2 separate regions of the Mus musculus genome follow, and region 1 is linked to region 2. Evidence: chromatin contacts called from public promoter capture Hi-C data. All regions are on one chromosome and are shown on one strand. The core of a region is the stretch at or near the end of the contact, and the rest is flanking DNA. Distances in the headings are between cores, read along the strand shown.

Region 1 (6,540 bases), core at 1,248-3,747, 200 kb after region 2:
TGATCTAGGGGACTCCAGGACCCACCTGGGTTTGGCATATCAGCCAACAGTGTCAGAGCAGCCCTTTCAGTTAAGCACACTTGTATATGGGGTAGCCAAAACAAGAAAAGCAGTAATTCACATTTTCTCCAAGAACAAGGTAGCTCCATTTGAAGAGTTGTTGTTTTGTTTTTGTTTTTGTTTTTTGTTTTTTTCCCTCAAGATAGTTTCTCTGTGCCGCTCTGGCTGTCCTGGAGCTTGCTCTGTTGTAAACCATGCTGGTCTTGAACTCACAGAGAGCCACCTGCCTCTATCTCCCGAGTGCTGGTATCTAAAGGCGTGTACCGCCACTGCCTGGCTTGAAGAGGTTTTTGGTAGCCTTTCAACTTGGTAAGACTCCTGTGGTGCTGAGTTCGAGGTTGTGACACACAGTTCTGGTTACTGTTCAAGCAGGGTGATACGGAGTGAAGGTGTGCTTATACACCTGTCCATTTAAGGAAGTGCCTGCATCTGACGTGTGGCTCTGCCCCAGGCCAAGGCGAGCCTTACTGCTGCTTGGCTCAAGGGAGCTTTGGTGAGCACCACAGATCACCGTGGACCAGTCAGAGGCTTGCAGGCCTCATAACTCTAAACCTTAGGCTCATTAATTATTAACTTGGGGCAGCAGTGTCTTGTTGGCTTGTATGTAACCCATTGCCTGCTCAAGGTGCCAGGACTGCCAGAGAACGGCTTTTAGGCTCTCTCTTCACAGGTGGGAAGTAGATTCTGGGTCATGGTTCCTCCTGTGTGCTCATAGCTCTTCACAAGGTGGTTAGGGCCAAGTGATACCATGAAGGTAAAGCTGGACACATTTTAGAGATACGCAGAACTCATGGTCACCTGGCTGCCTCTGCCACTCCAGAGTGACTCTTCCACTTGAGTGTGCTGTCAACACATTGTTCTCAGGGTCTCCAGTCGGGTAGTTGGGCAGTGTTGTCAGGCAGTGAGTTAGCCAATGGAGCCGAGAGCTGCCCCTGAATGTGGGCAGGGGCCAGCAGGTTCCAGGAGGTAATGCTCATGGCATGAGGGGTCAGATAGAGACCAAACAAACACCCGTAATGCAAGCATTCAGAAGGCAGATGCAGGTGGATCTCTGTGAGTTTCAGGCCAACATGGCCATCTCAACTCTGCCCCTTGCAAAAAAAAAAAAAAAGCCAAACTCTCTCACTAACCAAACCCTGGGAGGCTTTCTTGCTGACCCTGTCTCCTCCAATAGAAAAAGCTGCCAGCGGGGACTGAGGGATCTCTGTGGCATTGCCTAGGGCACAGGTGATGCAGATCCTGCCCGCTCTGCTGCTCAGTGTGAATTCTGAGATGGCTGAGTCTTATATCCCAGGCAAGTGTGAGGAGTTCTGGCCTCAGAGGGTGGTGACCTTCGGTTCTGTGTTGTGGATGGTCTGCAGCATCAGGAGTGGCACATTCTGCCTCCTTGATCCCAGGGCTCCTTCTGTGGGTGGAAGTTACCCAGGCCCCATGGACTTGGTCTGCCTGGTGTCTCAATGAATGTCTGGCTGCCCTGTGTCACTAGCTGGGAATCCAGCTGCCATGCTTAGGCATTCTGCCATTGTAATGGTGGAGGGGAGCCCTGTGGAGGGCCAGGAAGGTTGAGGCCTTGTGTAGAAGAGGGGTTCAGCTCCAGGACCAGCCGTCTCCCAGGTAGAATTCCAGCCCACCCACTGCCCGAGGATCTGAGATGGAGAGCTTTGTTCAGTCCAGTCTGTCTGTGGAGTGTGTGTGGGAATGGCAGCTTGAACTCCTCCTGCCTGCCGGGATGAGCACCAGTGTCCATATGGATATGGTACGGAAAAGCCCATCAGAGTGGGGTCTTATGTGGCTGGACGTGGCAGGGGTGAATGGGGGCTTTCACCAGCCTGGTGGTGCCTGGATGCTTTTGGTTTAAGATAGCACCCCAGTTAGCTGTGTGAGCTTTCCCATTCTAGCACCTACCACATTAGCTGAGAGAGAGTTTTCTCTCTTCTAAGAAGGTTCTAATTACTGAGCTGAAATATTAACACACGCTTATCTGTGGTGATTAGGACTAAGGAAGCCTGGCCGAGAAGCTTAGTCATCTGCTTAAGTGGCCAGGAGTGTGTTAGTGCACAGTTTATCAGGGACCCCAGGGCAGGGTAGCTAGAGGAGTGCCGGCAGCCTCCTTTCTCCTCCTCCACCTCCTGCTCCTCCCCTTCCCTCTTCCTTCTTCCTCTCCCTTTCTCCCTTCCTTCTCATCAACCCCTCTTCCTCCCCTGCCCCTTTCTCCTCTCTACCCCTCTTCTCTTTCTCCTCCCTCCTGTTCCCACCCCCCCCACCCCCAGCTTTGCCATGCGCTTAACCCACCTTTCTTTCCTCCTACCCCTTTGTTCTTTCCTGGGCTTCTCTCTTTCCCCTCCTTCTTCCCTTTCTGTCTCTTCACCAGGACCTCTTTCCCCTTCACTGATGATTGATCTCTGCTCAGAGGCAGCTATGCAGTGGGTCACTCTGAGCGATCCTGGTGGCTGAACCTAGAAGTCACGTTTCTCTCTGGGTTTGATCCACATGGAGCCTCCTGTGCAGCCTTCTTCAAGAAAGGCTGCCTCAGACAGCTAAGGAGTGTGTCCCACAGTGAGTGGTCCCATCTGGCATCTGGTGGTTGTTAAGACACAAACCAAAGGCTCCTCCCACTGTAACATTTGTTGTGAGGATTTCAAAACCACACCAAGTGCTCTCGAGGTCATGGAGAAGTCAGAGAGTGGCAAAGAGGGAAAGGCCTCGTTGGACATTGCATAATTCTAGGCCAGGGTCATAAATGGTTTAAGTAATAATATACTCCAAATGGTTATTAGTGTTTGCTATGCTGGAAATCATGGTTGTTATATGTATGAAGCAAATGCTACGCCACATACAAAATAAGTAACTAAAATAAATACAGGCAAAGTAAATAAACTAAAGTGTAACACACACACACACACACACATACACAAAAGATTCATGGATGGTTAGGTAGGCCTTTAGTTAGGCTCTGTTTTTCAGAAAGATAGTAACAATATCTTGTATTTGTCTATTCAGCTAACTAGGGTTGTTTCTTTTTGGCTGTTATAAGTTACACTGTTTCTTATAGTTTCACACTCAGGTGAAACATTCTGTGTCCTTTCTATATTAGGGGATTTATTTAAAGTGTCTTTATTTTAGAGAACTAAGGCAGCACGTACCAATGCACATTATATTAGTAACACAAGATGGGTTGGTGATGCAGGGCAAAGTATATAGTAAATCTTCAGCTTGCCTTCTGCAAAATAGTTAATGTAACTATGTATCTGGGTTTCAGAGATTCCAATGAGTTACTGTGTGTGAGTATGTTTATAGGGGACATATATGGCTAGGTGGCCCTAGGTGATCAATTGACTAATTATAAATATTAACACTAGATAATACATCCTGATTTGTGTGTGTGTTTGTGTGTTCTGTAAATATTTACAGTAGAAGTTTGGTCATGATTTAATTCAAGACACTTCAGGAACTTTTTGAAGTTTGGTCATGATTTAATTCAAGACACTTCAGGAACTTTTTGTTCTGTCTATTGAGCCCAGGGTTAAACTCTCTGGCACTGTTTGTAGAGTGAGGTTTGAAGCCATTTCTGAGTTCTGTGGCTTCTCTAGGAGAAGTAGTGCCTACTTGGAACTGGTTTTCATTGTCTCCTGTCTTTCTCCTTTTACGTAATTCTGTTCTTACAAGTATGACATTCACGAGGAGGGGAAGCATTCTTTCTTAGACTTACACACAGGCTCTATAGCTTGTAGGTTTGCTGTATCCATTCCCAGAATGTGTTTGTTGAACATTTAGTCCATGTACATGGCTTACCATGATTTGAGGTGAGCCCCAGGGGCATTCACTCCAAGACCAGTCTGAGGTGGGTGAGAGTTTCCAGATGATGCGGATGGACTGTGCACAGAGTCATCCTGGGGCAGCTGCTCTGTCTACTCTAGATACATAGACTGAGGTTGCAATTCTTCAGCAGACTCATTTAGTCATGGGCTTCCAAGTTTTAGTGTATTTTATTTTATTTTACAGCCTTGGCCTTTGACTGCCTCTAGCCTTCCGCACTGTGGCCAGGTATCCTTGGGAAGCTGGCCTGGGCAGAGTTGGTGGACACTGTGCTTCTCTAATGGCAGAAACTGTCAATGTGTCCTTCCTCTGGGCCCGATGCCTGCAGGAAGGGCACTGTTCCCCCTGCAGTGCTCTTGAGCTCTGCCTTCTAAGGAGCTGCTTTCCCTGGACCTGGTGCCTCGGGCACTGCGCAGGTGACTGGTTAACTCCTGTGTATTCCCTTCCTCAGAGGCCTAGGCTCCTCTGGGCAAGAGCTCCCACTTCCCTGTGGATGAATTCCCAGATCCTTCCAGTTTGAGTTACAAAACTAGATTGTTCAGCAAATGATTAAAAAGTGAAGACTTTGGTTCTGGCAGCAGTTTTAATTTGCTATAATTCTAGGCAGCTTGCCCAAACACCGTGTTGTCTAGATTTTGGAGTGTATTTAAGTGTTTCTTGAATGGATCCAAAGGATGTGGGTGGAAGTTACGCAGTTCTGCAGCAACTGTGAGCCTGGTACTACATACTTGCATATAGATACGTATAGGGAGTTGCAGGGGTGGTGTGTGTGTGTGTGTGTGTGTGTGTGTCTATGTATGTATATAGATGTATGTATGTATATGTGTGTGTGTATGTATGTGTATAGGTGTATGAATGTATATGTGTGTGCCTGTGTATGTATGTATATTGTGTCTATATATGTATATATATGTAAGTAAGTATGTGTTTATGTGTGTGTATGTGTGTATGTTTCACCTAAATGTTTGCTATCTTAAGAATGCTTACCACAATTCTTGCCTGCCCTCAACCTCAAGAATTGAGGTCCCTGGTCTGTGTCTATCTCTCGATATCATGATTCTGACCCTCTCCCTGTCCACAGGGGGCTTCTCAGCTTGAGTGTGCACGGTCTAGGGCATGTTGGTGTGCCTGCATGTGTGCGTTCCCAAGCCTGCTAGTGTCCTGATGTGGAAGGCTCCTGATGCTCCAGCCCTGTCAGGCCCTGGCCTGCCGAGCCCTGCCTGGATCAGAGGGCAGTATCGAGGGCATCGTCCCTGGAGCAGGCTTTGCAGTGTGTGACAGAGCCACATGCTGCTCTGGTGCATGTGGTCAGCCATGGTTAGTCATTCATGATTTTCCTGAAAATGCTCTTCTTTCCTTTGGAGGTCTGTTGTGGGCCCCATTCTCAGAACTCTGGTGCAGTTGAGCCTGGGAGGATGGGTTGGCATGTGGTGGGAGCTGTCCCTGGAGAGATTTAGGTCTGCTTTTCTTCTTTGCTGTCCTTTTGCCTGAAGAAGTACACTGCCTTTCACATTAGCCACCCTGTTTCCCCAGGACTGCTCCTGCTAGTGCCTACACGGTCCCGCCAGTGTGTATGAAGGGCTGAAGCAGGCTGTGTGTCGGAGCAACTCACAGAACCCCAGACTTGGTTGTTCTTTTAGAAGAGGCACTCTTTCCCTCCCCCTCCCCCCCAAACAAGCTGCCTTGTCCTTTAAAACCTGAAGCAGAGACCAGATGAAGCTCTGCAGCTGCAGGCCGGACTTGCTTGCTGTGGCATGAGGGGTCTAGCCTGGATTCCTTAGAATATCACTGTTTGGCCTTTCATTCTTTAGCGAGTTTTCCTCAGATGGCAGGGAATCCAGGAGCTGTAGCTTTCGTGATGTTCACGAACCCTCTGTCTGCACACTGCATCCTCCTCCTTAGCTGTGTCAGACCTGGCCTCTCTGGCTCCCTTGCAGCTGTTTTAGGAGGTGATTCATTTCCTGGGAGAATTAGCTGGAGTTAAGAACTGAAGTGTCTCCTTGTTGAAGGGCTTGCCTGACCTCCGGCAGGTTTCCATCTTTAAAAACACTTGTTAGCATAAACTAACTGTACAAAATAGTGGGTGTTCAGATTTCTATGTTCACCTCAGATTTCTACGTTCACCTCAGGCTTTAGGAAGGAAACCCGGTCTTCTGGTCTTCTGGTTGGTTCTGGGCAGATACCGTTGGCTGCAGTCGTCGTTTCTCTGACAGTTTCTTTCCCAGGACTGTGGTAGCTTACAGTTGTGGTTTCCAGCTAGCTGGGTGGCTGAGACAGGAGGACCACAAGTTCAAGGCTTGTCTTGGCTACAGAGCAAGTTCTAGGTAACTGGATGGGGAGGCCCTGTCTCAAATCAGAGTGAGAACAGAAGGACAGGCAAACTGGCGGCGACTCAGTGCAGAATGCTTGCTTATCTTTATCGAGGTGCTAGGTTCAGTCCATAGCACCACAAGACAAGTTCCCCAGGACCAAAATGAAACAAAGTCAGAAATGGAAGGGTTTTCAGTTGAGATGATTGGTTGAAGAGAGGGAAGGGCCTGGAAGAGAGACGGTGACAGAAACTCTGGCAGGCTTAGTATGTGGCCCCAGGAACACGCACGGTCGGTAGCTTTAAAGCAGAAAGCCCCCAGCCCCAGCTCGCAGAACATAGTCTATTGCGTCCCA
Region 2 (6,438 bases), core at 2,028-4,527:
CAGTTTTAACAGACTTGTGCATGTTGCCAACTTACCCTCTCAAAAGTATACACATTGATTTTCTCCAAGTGAATCTGTCACCATCTGACTTGTTTTATTACAGATAGGAATCGTGGGTAGGTGTCTTAGTCAGGGTTTCTATTCCTGTACAAACACCCTGACCAAGAAGCAAGTTGGGGAGGAATGGGTTTATTCAGCTTACACTTCGACATTGCTGTTCATCACCAAAGGAAGTCAGGACTGCAACTCAAGCAGGTTAGGAAGCAGGAGCTGATGCAGAGGCCATGGAGGGATGTTACTTAGTGGCTTGCTTCCCCTGGCTTGCTCAGCTTGCTTTCTTATAGAATCCAAGACTGCCAGCCCAAGGATAAGGGGCCCTCCCCCCTTGATCACTGATTGAGAAAATGCCTTACAGCTGGATCTCATGGAGGCATTTCCTGTGATAACTCCAGCCTGTGTTAAGTTGACAAACAAAACCAGCTAGTACAGTAGGCAATTCTGGTGCTGGCAGTCACCAGCCCTTGAGTGCCCCATGGAACTAGACCCAGAAGTTTATGGCTTCAACCCTAGAGAGCTGGAGACTCTAGGTTTTATAACTCTTAGAATTCTGGATATTGGTATTGAAGTTGAAGGCTTAACTCTGTGGTGTGCTTTAAGCACTTGACAGCTGTTACAATCCTTCACATCCAATAGCCATGAGCAATAGCATTAGGAAGTAGTGATATCCAACACTTGTTAGCCTTGGCTCTCACAGTAACCAGTATTGGAGCTCTCAGACCTAGTATGTCTAAGGTGCTTGGCCTTAACTATGGTTCTTGGACCTTAAGACTCTTGGTGTTTAAGCCTTGGAAGCTTTTTGAAACAGTCGGTGTGTAGGGCCTGCAGTTCTTCCTTTTCAGCTCTGTGCTGACTTTGTCATCTCTGCACTCTTTACTTTCTAGGAGGCTTTAGCTACCCTTCATTGTTGCTGTTGCTTCTGTTATTGTGACCGTCTTTGCCATCACTGCTGCCCTGCCTCTGCTTGCATCTCCTACGTTACCAGCTCAGCCTGTTCTTTTACTAACAATACCAAAAGCCAGCAAAAAGAGATTGCTTGAGCTAGGTATGTTGGTACATGCCCGCAGTCCCAGTACTTGGGAAGTAGAAGCAGAAGGATCAGGAGTTCAAGGTCATTCGTTCTCAGTGGGTTTGAGGCCAGCGTGGACTACATGAGATCTTGTCTCAGAGAACACCACCAGAGCCTGCTTACAAGGGGCCCTCCGTTGGACCTCATGTTCATTGTTGTAACACTAGGGTGCAACACAGAAGGGTGTTTGGGGATGACTCAAAGTCACCTGAATAGCCTGCCCTGTTTGTTTAGCCAGAAAAAGTTGTGGCAGGTATATTTGTACCAGTCACAGGCCTTCTCTGGCTACTAGGAGAGGTGCTCACCAACTGACCTAACTGCTAAACCTCACCCAACCTCACTGGAAAAGTTCATTGCAGCGTTTGATGTAACAAACATAGTTCCTTCTGGAGCCAGAGTCGTGTGCAACAAGCAGGTGTGATTGCAGTGGAGCTACCTCAAGGAGTAGTCGATGAGGTAGGTGACTGCCATAAACAGGATTAGGTTGGCTGCTTGGTTCTCAAGCCAGCTGGGTACTAGGAAAGGGTCTAATAGCTGTCAGGGAATCAAAGCACTCTGGTTCCAGCATCTTAGCTTGTTTAAAGGAAACGTAAACACTGAAGAGGTGCTTACAATAAAGTCAGTGGTGCTCTAATACTTAACAGTGCTCCCCTCTTGGTCAAATACTCTGAGAAAGGTTAGATTAGTTTATTGGTCTCAAATCAGGCTCCACCATCACCATCATTATTTTGAGACAAAATCTCTTGTAGCTCAGGCTGGCCTTGAACTTGCAGTGTTGTTGAGGACGACCTGAGACTTTCTTCTACTTCCTGAGTTCAGAGATACTAACAGTCATGCACCACCACACTTGATTCATATGGTCCTGAGTTTGAACACGGGCTCTACATGACAGGCAGTGGAGCTACATTCACAACAATATTTAAGAGTTTTTTGTTTCTGTTTTTAATAGTGTTATAGGATATTTGAAAAAGATTTACTTTTTTCTACTTTATGAAGTGTTTTGCCTGTATATATGTGTGTATACCTTGTATATGACTGGTCCCCAAGGAGGCCAGAAGAGGACACTGGAGCCTCTAGAACTGGAGTGACAGATGGCTATAAGCAGCCGTGTAAGGGCTATGAGCAGAACCCAGATCTTATGGATGAATAGCTAGTACTTTTAACTGCTGAGCTATCTCTACAGTCCCACAACATTAATTTTTATTGATTCTTTGATAAGGGAGCCATATCATTTTCTTTTTAATTTGTTTAATTGCTCAAAGTGTATTTTTTACATCACCTATTTAAGTTTATTCTGTAAAATTTGTTTACATAATAGTTTGTTTCTTATTTAGACTATTCTTTCTCACTGACTGTAGAATTCATTTCGTAAAGTCTTCTCATACCCTCGTTTCATTCAGTCAGAATGTAGACTTTTGAAAATGATTTTAAGGATAACCCATAAGAAATTTCTCTCCCATAAAAAATTTTGTTTTTGTTAACGTCTGATGTAGTCCAGGATTGTCTTGCTCTCCCTTGTGAAGTGTACACTGGCCTTGAATTTACACGATGCTCCTGTACAGTATCCCTAGTACTGGCTTAACAGGGAGCCCCACAATATACCGGACCTCACCATATCACACATTTAGTTTTCAAAACTACCTTTTCGAGTTACTCTAGGTGGAACAGATGTGAACTAGATATTTTAGATAGGAAAAGTGTGTTTTATACCTTAAACCTGATTTTATTCCTTGCTCTGGCTAATTCAGAAGGAAACAGCTTTGCGTGACTAGCTTGTCTCTTTTTCCCTTGCTTAGGCCTTCAGAACTGGGCAGCTAGAACTGGCTTTTAGTGGGAAAGTACCCTTTTGCTTCTTGCTATGTACTGACAGATTTCATTTTACTTAAGTTGCTTCAGGGGATGCGGAGATGTGCAGGGAGCATTATCAGTCTTTCAAGGCCTCCTGTTATTGACGATGGAACTGAGGCTATAATCTCTGGCCTGCTCTGCCCCACAACCTGATAGAGCAGTGTCTGATTTGTATTCTGTTGCAGGTTCATCAGATGACACAGGACAAGCCAAGCGATGATCTGCTCCTGGTTAATCAGTTGTAGGCACAGCAGTTCCTCAGGTGTCCTGATGGTGGTGCTGTGGTGCTGCTCAAGGACCTCTGTGGCCAGAGAACTTGCCCTTAGATTGAGGGGATTGAGGTCTTGAGCCTCCTCAACTGTGCTGTGCCGGAAGGGCAGCCCAGACAGGCTTCCATTCTAGAAGTGGTTATTCGTGCCTCAGCCACTTGGCTGACCCTAAACCTTTCCCTGCATGTGCTTTGATGTGCTTTGCTGATTCAGAGGGCAGAAGAGCATCTACCAGTGACACCTGTGGAGAGACTCAAACTAGGGTGGTCTGCCAGAGAGTCACAACACAGAGACCGAGGCAGAGGGACTGATGCTGGGGTAGTAACTCTGTAGACATGCTTTAGCTCAAACCCCAAGCCATTCAACAAGCACACACTATCCCTGCAAAAGCGAGGTGTGAGGATTCAGTTCTGGGGCAATGTTTACTTTCTAGCACAGCCATTGATAATGAGTGACAAAAGCAAGGCTGGGAGGGGAAACCTGCCTGTGTGGCAGGAGCTGACCCACAGAGTGCAGGTCGTTGACATACAAGAACTGGTGGAAATCACTTGTCCTGTTGTGGACATGTGGTGGGCGTTAGGTGTGAGGGGATCTGGGGCTGAAAGGCTCCACATGGGGATCCCTGCTCTTTCTTTGAAGGCACTGCTGGGGCCGTCAAGAATGGAGAGGGGGACACCAAAGGGGACATAGTCATTTGCTGCTCTCAGCTACTCCTCGTGCGCCACAGTAAATGATCTCTAGGGCCTGTCCTCTGCAGCTTTCTCTCCTCAGTTCCTCACAGACCCTGTCCTTTCCCGTTCACGTTCTCAGGGGCGCTTTCGAGGCAGGCCTCAGGGATTACTCTGATTTATTTCTGGTGTGCTTGTACCCTCTGAGCTCACTCTCTTTATTTGAGGCAGAATCTCATGCAGCTAGAGCTGACTTTGATTTGCTGCGGAGCCAGTGCTGACCTTGAACTCCTGATCCTCCTTCCTCAGCTGCTGAGATGCCAGGCTTGCACCAGGAGTGCCCAGCTCGCCGCTCCCACTTTTGTTTTAAAAAGCCCCTGTCCAGAGGCAGCTTTATCACTTCGTAATCCTCCATTCTCTTGAGCATCTTCTGAATGCTAATCCTCTGTTTTATATTTCACCTTCCCTTCCCGTACAGATATGTGGTAGGCACTGTGTAGTTTAAACGTTAATTCCCATCATTCTAGGATCTGCCATCTCCACTCTTCTAACTTCTAACGTCAGGCCTCAGCTCCCTGCCAGTGATTTCACCCATCCCCAGCCTCCTTTTTTGTTTCCTATGGGCATGCTGTTTACCTCGGGGTCTATCCTGGGACCCTGATGACACCCTGGACCTGAATCCCAAGATTGCCATCAAGCACTAATGGAGACCTTGTATTTGAGGTCCCTCCACTTCACATGCTCCCAGTTATCTTTTGGCTCACCCTTCCTCCCTCAGTTTCTCATGTGTTCCTTACTGCCATGTCCTCTGGCCCTCATTAGCACCCCCAGTCCAGCACCTTCTGTTGTTACTTTATTGAGATCCGAGTCCCCTAATGTCCTTTCATTCTCTCCCTCCAGGGGCCAGATCAGTTGTTTGTGGGTAGTGGTGAGCTTCCGTGATGGATTTTCTCCAAATCCCGCTTTCCTCTGCACTGGTCCAGCTGTCTCGGGAAAAGCCGCTCATCTGAGGAAGAGTCACCCACGAGGCAGCATAGCTTTTAGTTTATGGTTTTATGGTGAAGTTACGGTTGATTGTAGCATAAATGCTAAGAGAAGGCAAGAAGTGTAAAATGCTCTGTAGTGAATACAGCTGGTAAGAATGAGGAAAGGTTTAAAGGAGGACCCAGGGGCTGTTCCTCACTCCACCCCCTAGTCTCTCTGGATGTGAAAGCATGGGTGTCTGGGGTAAAAAGCTCTCAGCTGTAAAGCCATGGGAGGACAAGGTCCTAGCAAGGACCCCTGGCTTGGAGCACCTTGAGGGCATGGAGCACACAGGTGAGAAAGCTGACCTGGCATTGCAGCGTGTACCTGCTCTGCCTTCATGTCCTCATGGAGGAGGTGACCATTTTCAAGACTGAGTGAGTGTGTGGTGTCATAGGGCGCCCATTCCATCTGGGGCTTTGCTTCTCTGACTCCCCAGGCAGTTTGCCGTGGCCTGCAGTTAGCCGTGTCCCTTAGTCTAGCCCTGGCCCGTTTCTCATCTCACTTTCCCTTCTATTTCCAGACACCGAGTTCTGTGGTTCTAAGCCAGCCTGCCCAGCTGATTGTCCTTCCCGCATTCCGTCAGTTCTCTTGTTTTCACTGAGAACCCTGGATGGAAGTGCCCACTCTGCTGTGTGCACGATCTCAGGGCCCCAGCCTTGTAGAGGGAACTCAGTTTTCCTCTCTGGCCTCCTCATATAGGACCTCCCTGCGTTTCTGCTTGTTTCTAAGGTCCCTGAAGCACAAACTTTCTCCTCTCCTCACCCCTAAGGCTTCTCTTCCACTCCATTAGGTCACTAGCCACCTTTGGGCAAGTTCCTCTCAAGCTTTGGGTTTCTGCCCCTTGAACCAACTGTCATATCTTGAGCTGACAGCCTTATGGCATGCAGGTCCTCCGTGATATATCCTCCACAGTATTGTCTTACTCTTTCTTAGTCTAGCCTCCTCTTCTTGCCCCTGGTCCTCCATGCCAGTGACCATTTGTATCTGTAGGGGCTCTTTCCCTCTTAAAAGCAAAATGACTCTGGGCATGGTAGAGCCCACCTGCCATCCCAGCATTGAGAGACAGGCCGGAAGATGTGCAGTTCCAGGGCTGCCCAGTCTGCTCAGCAAGACGCTATCCTGTTCCCCAAACAGCAACAAAACTCAAGCAAACAAAAGAATCCTAAACCAAAGCAGAGTCTACCTGGGAGAACTGTAGTCTGGCCACTGCCGCCTCGGCCGTCCTACCCGTCCTCCCTACCCAAGATGGCCCCTGACTCTTGTGTTGCCTCATACAGTTTAATATGGCTTTGGAATCAGTGTTGTCTTGGGACAGTGGCAGGAGAAGGAGCAGCTGTGGAGCTTAGTAAGATCCAGACAGTACCAAGAACATGTGCTAAGCTGCCAGGCATCAAGAGAGTGAAGGTAGGTGAGAACTCAAGCTGGCTTGTAGCTGAGGATGACCTTGAACCTCAGCCTCAGCCCCGGACCCTCTCGTGTTTTAGTAAATGCTGCCCTAAAC

The links. Promoter capture Hi-C pulls out the DNA fragments that hold promoters and counts their contacts.
Region 1: a contact with region 2 is called in a promoter capture Hi-C map of the HPC-7 cell line, with 5 times the contacts expected there. The contact joins two enhancer-like sites. A contact is called at or near these places in 14 of 39 promoter capture datasets (the 3T3-L1 cell line, 3T3-L1-derived adipocytes, the HPC-7 cell line and 10 more), 11 of 484 Hi-C or Micro-C datasets (bone marrow-derived macrophages, cochlea, cumulus cells and 3 more), 6 of 115 datasets of contacts at active chromatin or transcription factors (the HPC-7 cell line, acute myeloid leukemia, cardiomyocytes and 3 more) and 1 of 9 other capture datasets (embryonic stem cells).

What each region holds. Positions count from the first base shown.
Region 1 is chr8:124,248,329-124,254,868 of GRCm38.p6, forward strand. The region is part of intron 1 of Galnt2 (polypeptide N-acetylgalactosaminyltransferase 2); the gene reads left to right. Among named protein-coding and RNA genes, the nearest start is that of Galnt2, 20 kb to the left of the region's middle. Within about 2 kb of position 2,498, at least 70 of the 459 cell types and tissues checked have an H3K27ac peak or open chromatin away from gene starts, as enhancers often do. A contact at or near this core is called in the HPC-7 cell line, where this site is marked.
Region 2 is chr8:124,049,029-124,055,466 of GRCm38.p6, forward strand. Gm29897 (a long non-coding RNA gene) reads left to right here and starts at 434. Exons shown (of 4, transcript XR_388188.3): 1 at 434-1,582. Within about 2 kb of position 3,278, at least 22 of the 459 cell types and tissues checked have an H3K27ac peak or open chromatin away from gene starts, as enhancers often do. A contact at or near this core is called in the HPC-7 cell line, where this site is marked.